Regions from separate parts of the Delphinus delphis genome. Here region 2 is linked to region 1. Evidence: chromatin contacts called from public Hi-C data. All regions are on one chromosome and are shown on one strand. The core of a region is the stretch at or near the end of the contact, and the rest is flanking DNA. Distances in the headings are between cores, read along the strand shown.

Evidence for each region. A called contact is a pair of places that touch in the nucleus more often than the background predicts.
Region 2: a Hi-C map of lung shows a contact between it and region 1, with 6 times the contacts expected there. The contact joins the promoter of RNF130 here to the promoter of RUFY1 in region 1. A contact is called at or near these places in 2 of 3 Hi-C or Micro-C datasets (lung and muscle).

Annotation. Positions count from the first base shown.
Region 1 is chr3:18,501,027-18,506,860 of mDelDel1.2, reverse strand. It overlaps RUFY1 (RUN and FYVE domain containing 1), which reads right to left and starts at 3,577. Exons shown (of 18, transcript XM_060008225.1): 1 at 3,265-3,577. The coding sequence starts at 3,553.
Region 2 is chr3:18,993,688-18,999,521 of mDelDel1.2, reverse strand. It overlaps RNF130 (ring finger protein 130), which reads left to right and starts at 2,095. Exons shown (of 8, transcript XM_060008249.1): 1 at 2,095-2,434. The coding sequence starts at 2,188.

The sequences.
Region 1 (5,834 bases), core at 2,328-4,827:
CCCTGTGTGTGTATACTGTGGTTTGTGTGAAAACTGTGTGTATAGAGATGAAAGCACGTTACATGCACAGACACTCTGAAACACAGTAGGATTGGGGACAGTTTCTGGGAAGGAGGACTTATTCTACACTGAGTGTCCTTTAGTACAGTTTGATTTTTGTTTTTGTTTTACCATGTGTATTACCTTTAGAAAAAATACCAAAAAACCAAACAAGATAACTACAGAGAATGCAATCATTGTGGCAAGTTGTGCTACCAGACCCCACGTGGGATAACATTTTAAAACAAGTATTCAAAGCGTTCCACATTCCATGACATTCCACAGCTTTTTCCTTAAACCTGTATCACCAAAACAATTTTATCTGGCAAGAGTGCTGCTAACATTCAGTCTCCGCTCCTTCACCACTCCCTCTGAATAATCTCTGTTCTCACTGCTTTTGTAAGCAGATAAGCAGATCAATGGAAAAGAGATGAAATGAGCCAGCCCTGACTGGAGTGGTGGCTGCCATCTTCTCCTGACCTGCTTTTCTGAGGCCTCTGCAGAGCATGCTACCCAGGGTTCAGTTCCTTTTCCCCATCCCCACTCCTGTCCTACCTGATGGCTTCAAATCTGGGTTACTCTCGGAGTAACAGCTCACCCAGCTGTTCCCCACACTTCTGCCCTCAGTAAGCCATGTTCACAATTCTCACCAGATTTGAGTGGCAGTTATTTACTTAATATTTTCTTTAAATTGACTAATTAAAAATCCATATGTGTATATTACAGCATTTTACTTATAAAATTATTTAAAGGCATCAAGGCATTGAGGTGATGTGACTAAGAGCACAGGCTTGAGAGGCAGCCTGGCTTGGTTCAAGTCCTGGCTCTGCCATTTCTAAGTAAACTTTTGTCAAATTACTTCTCTTTAATGCAGTTTCCCTCTTTATAAATAGGGGATAACAAAGGTACCTACCACGTGGGGCAGGCTATGTGGGCGGAGGCATGAAGTCAACCTCTCCCTCCCATGGCCCTAAGTGACAGCAATTTCCTGCAGGGATGCAGTCCCTATCTGGTTGGGTGGGTGAGAGGCTGCTGCCCAGTGCCTGCCTAACGTGCTGTGGCGCTGCCAGCCCGGGGCAGGCCAGTGCATACCTGGCCCTGCCCTGAGAGTCAGACAGCATAACCCCAACCCTCCCTGCGGCCGCACTGGTCATGCAGCGTGGTCAGGGAGGGGTGGGGACAAGCCCTAGGGCAGTTCAAGTGGAACAGAGCGGCCAAGAACCTGTCCCAGGAAGACAGTGGAAGATGGGACCACACAAAAGCCGGCTCCAAGGCCCCCACACATGCTCCTTTGTCCCATCAGACTTCACTTAATACAAATTCAAAGATAAAATTAGTAAGAATTTCTATCATGGGGCACTTCTGAGTACCTGGCCGTGCACAATCACACTGATTAAAGCCTGCATTGATTGCAGATCATGAAGCCAGTTCAGCGATCACCTAGGATTATTGTGAAGATTAAATGAACTAATGTATGTACAGACCTAAGACTAATATCTGGCACCTAGGAAGCACAATATAAATGCTGGGTATTATTTATAGCATTACCATAAATAGAAAACAAGTATTTTTCAAATATGCATTTGTTCAACAAATATTTATTATTCTGTGCTAGGCACAGTTCTAGGCACTGGCACATTTTATTTATCACCGAACAGCTAACATGTATTATTTGCTTACTAAGAAGGCTCCAGAAGAGCCCATGCCTTGACTCTCAGGACTGACCACCAATGGTGGGCATACAGTCAAACACCCATTGATGCGTGTAAAGGTAACGAGCTAGTGGCAACTAGATTCCTGAGTTAAACAGGCTCCTTCGTTACCTTCTAGTCTACTTTCTATCGCCAAAGAAATATTGTTTTCTATCTCGTCAGATTTTAAACTTTCCTCAGTAATCTTCCTTAACCAATGAAACTGTCACAATCCACTATCCTTGTGCCAGTGCTGACTTCTACATCAAATATACATTGGACAGGATGGAATCAAGAAACCTCAAAGGCAGGGACTTCCCTGGTGGTCCAGTGGTAAAGAATCTGCCTTCCAATGCAGGGGACGCTGGTTGGATCCCTGGCTGGGAACTAAGATCCCACATGCTACGGGGCAACTAAGCCCGCACGCCTCAATGAGAGAGCCCCCATGCTGCAAACCACAAAGCCCAGGCACCCTGGAGCCTGCGCGCCACAACTAGAGAGAATCATGTGCGCCTCAGTGAAGATCTCAAGTGCTGCAACTAAGACCTGACGCAGCCAAAAAAATAAAGTAAAATAAATATTAAAAAAGAGTACTTGTTAAAAAAAAAAGGAACCTCAAAGGCACACTATAATATAATGCTTCTTAGAGAGCACTCCACAGTCTTTAGTGAACTCTGCCCCACAGCACTTTGTGTGATGAAAATGTTCTCACTGCACAATCCAATACAGTAGCCACTAGCCACGTGTAGACTACTGAGCACTTCAAATGTGGCTGTTGTGACTGAGGAACTGAATTTTTAACATTTAAACATCACATGTGGGTAGTGGCTACTGTATTGGTTGGCACAGCTCTAAATATCTGGCTTTACAGGGCTAAGTCACACTCTAAATATCATAATCATTTAATGTTTCCGTTCTCACTCATTTGCTAAAACTCTGTTATAGATGACAAAGGCTTAAAAGGACTATAAGAGATCATTGGGTGAACCACAAAATTCCTATTTAACAGGCTGGGAAATGTGATGACTTTTCTGCATGACACAGCTAGTTGGTTGTAGAGCTCACCTGGAACCCTCACCCCCTTAATTCCGCCTTGGTGCTTGGACTCCCCGGTGAGTCGGGATGCGCCGTCAACAACTGGAGGTGTGAGCCAGGATGGCATTTTGAGATTTAAAGCAGAGAACAGTACGGTTTCATTTCTTAAGTAAGTCCTTTAAAAATTAATAAGGACTACCTAAGCTTAAACTCGTACATTTTAAAGTATAAAGTTCACCAGTGAGAATAAGAATGCTGCCTGGGGAACACAACTAGAAGTGAAGTCGCCCCGATCTCAGTCCACCCACGTCCACGTATTTATCTCGGCATGGATACACGGTATAAAGAAAACAGACGAGTAGTTAGGCGAGTTAACAGGATGTTTTTTTAACAACCTAACAGGCTGAGTCGGTTAAGCGCCCTTGCCAGCCTGGCTCCCACAGTAAAACGACCACCCGTCCCACAGAAAGCTCGTAGGTCGCGCCCAGCCGAAGCCTACCTGCGCGCGGCGCGCCGTCCGCGCCGCCCGCGCCGCCGTCCGCGCCGCCCAGCCCAGCGGCCGCGCGCAGCGCGCTGCCGCAGCTCGCCGACAGGTTGCCAGTGGCCCTCCGCGCCAGGGTCAGGATGAGCGCCGACCAGCCTTCCGCCGCCGCACGCGGCTTCGCCACCCTCCGCAGTTCGCCTGGGCCCGGCAGCTGGCTCCGGTCCACGATCTCAAACTCTTCTCCCGGCTCCGGCTCCGGCTCCGGCTCCTGCCCCGCCCGGGACCGGTCTTCCCCGTCGGCCATCTTGGTTTTGTCACGTGGCCCCGGCAGGCAGCGGACTCGGCGCGGGCGGGCGCTTCGCCCTTGCTGCTAGTTTTTCGTGTTCGCGACGGGCTTTCCTCTTTATCGCCCTCCTTTCTTTTCTGTCATTTTAAAAAAGTTCGGGAAAGTGCAAATCATAAGGAGCACCTACGTTCTCATCACCTGGGAGGACTTGTTTTCGTGGAAGTTATTCTTGGGCTTTCTCCTTTTGTTGTGGTGCATCCAACCTGGCTTGGGCACAGCCCACGTGGCCGTAGTTTTTTTTGTGTGACACTATTTCCTCTTTTTCATTTTCATTTCATACTTTACTTCTCCTTAGTGATTTTTCTGCAGCAGTTTTCAGAACAAGCCCTAAAAGAGCGGGTAACGAAACTGGGGGACAGGTGAGGCAGGAAAGCAGGACTTTTTTTTTTAATAACTAAAATCTACAACTTGGCAGGAAAGAGCACACTATGGTGGACTGGGAATCAGAAGATCCGGACTCTGCTATTAATTAGTTAAATGGTGGTAATAATAAAAATAATAAAACCAATTAAGTAAGGAGCACATGGCAGACGAGAATAATTGTGATGACTATCCGTTACTCAACTATGTGGCTTGGGCCAGACGCTCGCAGCAACTAGAGAAAGCCTGTGGGCAGCAGTGAGGACCCAACACAAACAAAAATTAAAAAAAATAAAAAAAAATTTAAGTTGCAGATATTTAGAAATCAAAAAATTTTTACATTAAAATTTGGATATTGGCCTTCTCTTGAGACATAAGAAGTCTTTTGCAACTCCGTATATTCTCTGATGGCAACAAACTGGTGGATTGGATGTTGGCTGCCATTTTTAAAAAAATTTTTTTAATTAAAAAAATTTTTTTATCAGAGTGTAGTTGATTTACAATGTTGTGTTAGTTTCAAGTGTACAACAAAGTGATTTAGTTATACATATATGTATTCTTTTTCAGATTCTTTTACAATTTAGGTTATTACAGAGTATTGAGTAGACTTCTGGTGCTATACAGTAGGTCCTTATTGATTATCTATATATAGCATTGTGTATATATGTTAATCCCAACCTCCTAATTTATTCCCCCCCTTACCCTTTGGTAACCATACTTTTTTTTTTGTTTGTTTTTTTAAATTTATTTTGGCTGCGTTGTGTCTTTGTTGCTGCATGTGGGCTTTCTGTAGTTGCAGCGAGTGGAGGATACTCTTCATTGTGGTGTGTGGGCTTCGCATTGCGGTGGCTTCTCTTGTTGCGGAGCACCTCTCGGCACGCGGGGCTTCAGTAGTCACAGCACGCCGGCTCAGTAGTTGTGGCTCATGGGCTTAGTTGATCCGTGGCATATGGGATCTTCCTGGCCCAGGGGTCGAATCCATGTCCCCTGCATTGGCAGGCAGAGTCTTAACCATTGCGCCACCAGGGAAGTCCCCATAAGTTTGTTTTCTGACTCTGTGAGTCTGTTTCTATTTTGTAAATAAGTTCATTTGTATCACTTTTTTAGATTTCACATGTAAGTGATATCATATGATATTTGTCTTTGTTTTACTTCAATTAGTATGATAATCTCTATGTCCATCCATGTTGCTGCAAATGGCATTATTTTATTTTTATGGCTGAGTAATATTCCATTGTATATATGTACCACATCTTCTTTATCCATTCATCTGTCGATGGACATTTAGGTTGCTTCTATGTCTTGGCTGTTGTAAATAGTGCTGCAATGAACATTGGGGTACATGTATCTTTTTGAAGTATGGTTTTCTCCAGGTATATGCCCAGGAGTGGGATTGCTGGATAATATGGTATTGGGTTGGCCAAAAAGTGCCTTCGGTTTTTAAGTAAAAATAAAAGACACTTTTTTAATTTTCACCAAGAACTTTATTGAACAATATATTCACCCGTTTGTTCCACTACCCTCTGCCATTTTTCAGGCAACTTCATAATTCCATCTTCCCAAAACTTTTATCTTTTTGAGCAAAGAACTGTTCCAGGTACCATTTACAGTCTTCCAGGGAATTGAAATTTTTTCCATTAAGAGAATTTTGTAAAGACCGAAATAAATGTAAATCCGAAGGTGCAATGTCTGGTGAATACAGCGGATGGATCAGAACTTCCCAGCCAAGATGTGACAGTTTTTGCCTGGTCATCAAAGAAACATGTGGTCTTCCATTATCCTGATGGAAGATTATGAGTTTTCTGTTGACTAATCCTGGATGCTTTTCGTCGAGTGCTGCTTTCAGTTGGTCTAATTGGGAGCAGTACTTGTTGGAATT
Region 2 (5,834 bases), core at 846-3,345, 490 kb before region 1:
AAATAATAATAATAATGTCAGTGTATTTGATATCACTGAACTGTGCACTTAAAATGGTTATGACGATAAATTTTATGTTAGGTGTATTTTACCACAATTTTTTTTAAAGGTAGCTTTGTATCACTACTTATAAATGAAAAATCTCTTGACCTAATGGAAAGGCCTCCATAAAATTAAAGACTATTACACTCCAAACGCAGGTTGTTGTTAACATTGCTCTAGATGCTGGTGCCTGCTGAAGCTGTGTACGAAGACCTCATCCCACTTTGTTTGAAGGGGGATCATGTTAAAAGCACTTTAGATCCAACTTTCTCCTTGACAAATTCAGAAGGGCCAAAAGAGAGCTTGAAAGGACCTGCTTTCTCCCCAACTGACTTAACAGGGTGGTGTCTGTGCGTCTCTGTAATTGTTTCTTATGCCAGGGGGCAGGAGCACCCCACACTGTGAAACACCCTTGTAAGGACAAGGTAGTAGGGGGCATGAGCTTTTCAAGCAGGGGCAGGCCACAACATGTTAAGTAATAGGAGCAGAGTAAGAAGACCCCACCACAAAGAGCCCTACCATGTAGGCCCGAAGAGGCCCAGGACTGTTTGGAAAGGGAATTCCTAGGTCTCAGGTGCCTGAGCAGAGGTACCTTGGTTCCAAGGACTCCTTGCCCTGTGAGAGGGGTCCAGCTGTGAGAGGGCCAGAGCAGATCCCTCTTTCAGTACAGGGCCTAGGATGGTGGCCTGGTTACTTCCTGTATGCAAGTAAATAAAACGCAGTCTCAGGACAGGACATGGACTAGACAAACAAAGGTAGTGGGGATGGAAGGGAAGGAATTGGAGGGAGAAATTGTTAAGAATGTCGATAAGAAGGCACCAGTGGACATCTGATGTGTTGGCCTGCACTACATCCATACCCTTTCCCTGGAAACTGCGCCTCAGCTTTCCTTCGGAATGCTGCCTCTCTCTGGGATTCGCAGTACAGTTGGTTGAGCAAGGATGACTTCCACCCCCTTTCCACTATAGGAGGCAGGAGATCCAGGCCTGGCTAGTCAGAAGATGCCATCCTTCCTCCCTGCTTCATGGCAATGATGAGTATGCTGCCCAAAATCATATAAGCTCCTGAATTCAGCTACACCCAAATCTAGACTCACCCTTCCCTTTCACTTATGCTTTAGAAGGGTGCACAGCTTAACTGATATGGTGTGTGTGTATGTGTGTGTGTGTGTGTGTGTGTGTGTGTGTGTGTATAGGGTAGTGTGTGTGCTGGGGGGTCTGGGGTGGGGGGAAAGTCTCACCACAGTCTCCACCTTGTCCAAGGGACTCTGGAGGTTTCATCTAGTCTGTAGGGGTCCTTCCTAATGACTCAGATGTCCTTAAAGATCCGGGCCTAGTGAGGCCTTGTACTCTTATTTGCACAGACGCATTCTCCCTCCTGTGATGCCAATTATATGACTTGGAGTTGACCAGTTGAAATGTGTAATCCCATTGACATTTAATCTTTAAATTAATTTTAAAGTTTTAGCTCTTTTTCTTTTGTAACCTCATCTCAAACTCTTCCAGAGGCCCTTGGAAAGCACCCGGGCTCTAGATCCTAGGCGCATCACGCCTGACGTATAAACACGTCCGGGCGCGGGTTAAGAAAGCGCCGGGGCCTCCTAGGGCCCTCGTGCAGGCGGGCGGGAGCGGACAGGCCCTCGTACGCATGCGCGTGGAGGCGGGGCTGAGCCCCAAGCCTGCGCCGTGCCACCCGGCTGACAGTGGGCGGGGCGGTGGCGAGCGCGCGCCTGAGGCAGCAGCTCGGCGACCGGGACTTTGTGCTCTAGAGGCCCTTCTTCGGGCGCATCTCCCACCTCTGTCGTGTCCTTGCGAGGCGCCCCCACTCGGCGGGACCGGCCCCGGGGAATGGAGAGGGCCCGCCCCCATGGCCCTGGAGGGACCCGGAGGAGACTATCGCGCGCGGGCTGACCCGTCGTCCTCGCCGAAGGGGCCCATGGGCGCGTCCCCGCGGGCGAGCCGCGGACGTGAGGGCGGCGAGCAGCAGGGCCGCGGCACCGAGGAGGGCCGTGCTCGTGCCCGGCCCTGCACCGGCCGCGCGCGTGCGCTCCCGCAGCCGCGGCGGCCGCGCCCGCGCCGCCTCTCGGCGCCGGCCCGGGAGCCCGGTCCGAGAGCAGCGGCGGCGGCGGCGGCAGCCGGAGGGACGATGAGCGGTGCGGCGCGGGCGGGCCCGGCCCGGCTCGCCGCGCTCGCGCTGCTGACCTGCAGCCTGTGGCCGGCGAGGGCAGACAACGCGAGCCAGGAGTACTACACGGCGCTCATCAACGTGACGGTGCAGGAGCCCGGCCGCGGCGCCCCGCTCACATTCCGCATCGACCGCGGGCGCTACGGGCTCGACTCGCCCAAGGCCGAGGTCCGCGGTCAGGTGCTGGCGCCGCTGCCCATCCACGGAGGTGAGTGCCTGGCAGCGGAGAGAGAAGCCGTGGCGAAGCGGCGGGCGATGGTCCCCGGTCCCTGGCCCCGCGGGAACCGCAGCCTGGGCGCGGGGGCGGCGGGCGCGGCGCCCCCACCCCGGCCCGGATTGTCGCGCAGCTCGGCGGGCGGCCCCAGGGTCGAGGTTCCCGTCGTGTGCACCCCCGCCTGCTCACTCCTGGGATGAGGCTTCAGACGCGTTGTTGGGTTCTTCTTTTGAGAAAGACTTAGAACGTTCCTTTTTGGTTTAGTTAGCTTGTTTACAGGAAGGCATTGAACTGCGAGTTTGCAGGGACAGCTCAGACAAAGGAGGTGGTGGAAGAGCGCAAAACTAGTTCATGATGGATGAGGTCTTAACCTGTATTTTGGAATCCGCAGGTTCGTTCCCGAAGTCACAGACTTAGCGCTGCATTGAATCTCAAAGGATGAGGCCCTTTCCTAATGTAGAGGCGTGCCGTTTTTCTTAAGTGGCAAGTGAGAGGAGGGTGGAGGAGAAAAATGGGCATCTTCCCTGTTGCTTTTGGCTGTTACTCTGCCCCACCAGCTTTACTGTAATTTGACGCCTGAAAATCACACGTTATGAAGAATCCAATACCAATTGGAACCTGTAGGCAAGTCTTCAGGTCACGGGAGTCTACCAAAGGGGAAATAGGTAAAATTTTCGAGAGTTGTCTCTGAAGCGTTTGGCTTAACCTTACGTCTTCCTATTATCGTAGGCTCTGTTTAATTATTTGGTATAAAGCATATATTTGTATAAATTTCTGGCCATGTTTTAAAGGAAACTTTTCCCACACTGTGGAGTATGATTTTGTTTTTTGGCCCACAGCAAACTTTTTGGAAAAATGCCTACTATTCTTCTCAACCTCCACCCACTCTCACCCCGAGAATGCTGAGAGGGGACTCTTTTAAGCTGCTGTTCATGTTAACATGACCTAAACTAGGCAACCTAAATAAGGTAATGGTGTTTGGTTTTATACTCTAAAATATTAAAACATCATGCGCCTTCTGAGATCTGTATTTGAATGCTAACGTGCTAAGCTGTTTTCTTCTTTGAGGCAATCTAGCTGAGGAAGAAGAACCAGGTAAGGCTTTGACTGTAGCCTGTCCCCAGTTTACACCTGCCTTTTAAAAGTTCATTTTTACACCAGTAATCAAGTGTTAGGGTACACTTCTCATCTCCACTTTGTTAAAAAAGGCAGTTAGGGTCCCACCTTGCCCACAGAAACAACTTTGGCCTTTGGTTCATTCAGTAAATATTTGCCTGCTTGTTCTGTGCCAGTCACTGTGGTTGGGACACATAATGTTGCCAAACTATGGCACTGACAATGGTAGTCTATTTTCTGGTACTGAGATCTGTGAGGGTCACGTGGAAGGGGAGGAAGAGGAAGAGAGAGAGGCAAACTGTTCTAGAGCAAGAGCTGGCCCTGTGCAGTATTTTGAAATCTGTGGTTTGCTTTGGGGCTTGATTCCCCCAGGCACCCCAAATACATGATCCTCATTTTAGATACTTACCTCATAAGTGATCCATGTTCTGAAACTACTTGTTGCTTGCCTGTCACCCCAAACAAAAGCTCCACCTTTAAGAAAACTTGTTTTAGGTGTTTGGATAGAAAGGTATTGGGCACTGATGTGTGGGTAAAGGTTAGTCCTAGTCCCCTGTCAACGAGGTGGTAGCATTAAAGGATTAAAGGTTCTGAGTCGTGCTGTACATAAACTGTGTGACACTGGGAAAGTACTTTGTGACTCTAAGAAAGTAATTCGGCCTTTTAGCCTCAGTTTCATCTGCAAAGTGGAATGGTGAAATGTTTACACCATAAGGTTATTGAGAAGTTTAAATGATTCCTGCATTCTTACAAGAGGAGATTTGTTAACCTAAATTAATCTCTAAATTGGTGGAGTTTAAACACGGCATCAATGTGAATACATTGGAGCAGTGTGTGGAAACTGAGTCTGCAGTCAGTTCCCCTGAGTGTCTGTCTTCTCTTCCTGTCCTCTGTTCTCTAGAGGCTCAATTTGTATCTGCACAGCATGAGATTGCTCCATGTTTTCTCATGGTGTTGGTGGGATCCTGCAGGTTTGGGTCTGGCTTTGTACTAAGGGGTCTGCACACATAGGTTCTTTCAATCCAGCAAATACTAATTGAAAACCTACTGGTACCAGCCACCATCCAAGGCACTGGGGCAGAGGGAGGGGCCACAGCAATGAACAAAACAAATCTCTCTCCTCTTCCTGAATCTCACAGTATAGTGGCGGTTTTTATGTCAGTTTACCTGTAAATTGTTTCTAAACCGATGGATTAACATGAAATCTAAGACATTTTTGTGCTTTTGCAGCAGGAATTTAGGATGTATTTTATTTTTGTTTTTTTTTGTTTCATGGTTTTTTTGGCTGCACCATGCACTTGCAGGATCTTTAGTTCCCTGACCAGGGATTTGCAGAGTCCCAACCACTGGACTGCCAGGGAAGTCCCAGGAATGTATTTGAAAAACAAGAATTGTGGTAGAAATCTCTGAAAACTTTTCCTGTTTAAGAAAATGGCTTATGTCAATTATACCGCAAATAAAAAAAGAAAGAAAACGGTTTAAAATTTGAGTAATATTTGGGTATTTCACATTATGATATTCTTGATTTAGTGAGTCTCAAATTTTTGTATTTTTAGAAAAAATTATGCATTCCTTCTGACTCTTAAGCTCTTATAATTTGATTCTTAACAAGTTTATTGAAGATTTACTGGGTGTTGACACTGAACAAAGTGATGTTCAAATTACAAAAAACAGTTATGAGACAGAATTCCTGGCAAAAAAAACAGCTGTGGTCAATAGATGGGAAATTAATGAAAATTCATTTTGAGGACAAATGTTTGGTAGAAATGAACATAAAGACAAAATCACTTTACAGTTTTCCTAGAGCTTAACATGATGACTCATTTTAAATCTATGACTTGGTTTGTGAAAGTAAAAACCTTTCTTGTTATTTTACATTGTTTCTATTGGTTAGGCATGTATGAATTACTGAGCAAGATTTATTTGTCCTATATCTTTAAAGGGCAAACTGGCTATTTTTTCCTTAGATGCTTTAGTATTTTAAAAGTACATTTTGGAAACTTTAAACTTTATAAAATATTTCATAAACAAGTGTTGTACTTTGAAAATATATTCTTTATCATTAAATAGATGTAAATGGAGATTCATTTGTTTGGTGACAACAAATTTCATATTTTAACTGATAAAGAATTCATTTTTAGAAATGGACTTTTGAAAGAACACACCTTATATTTATGTACAGATCGTGGTTCATGGTTGCTTTCTTACTACTTACTCAAAGGGTGAGCTTAGATCTAGAAACAAATGTAAACTAGCTAGCATTTACTGTGCAGTGGAC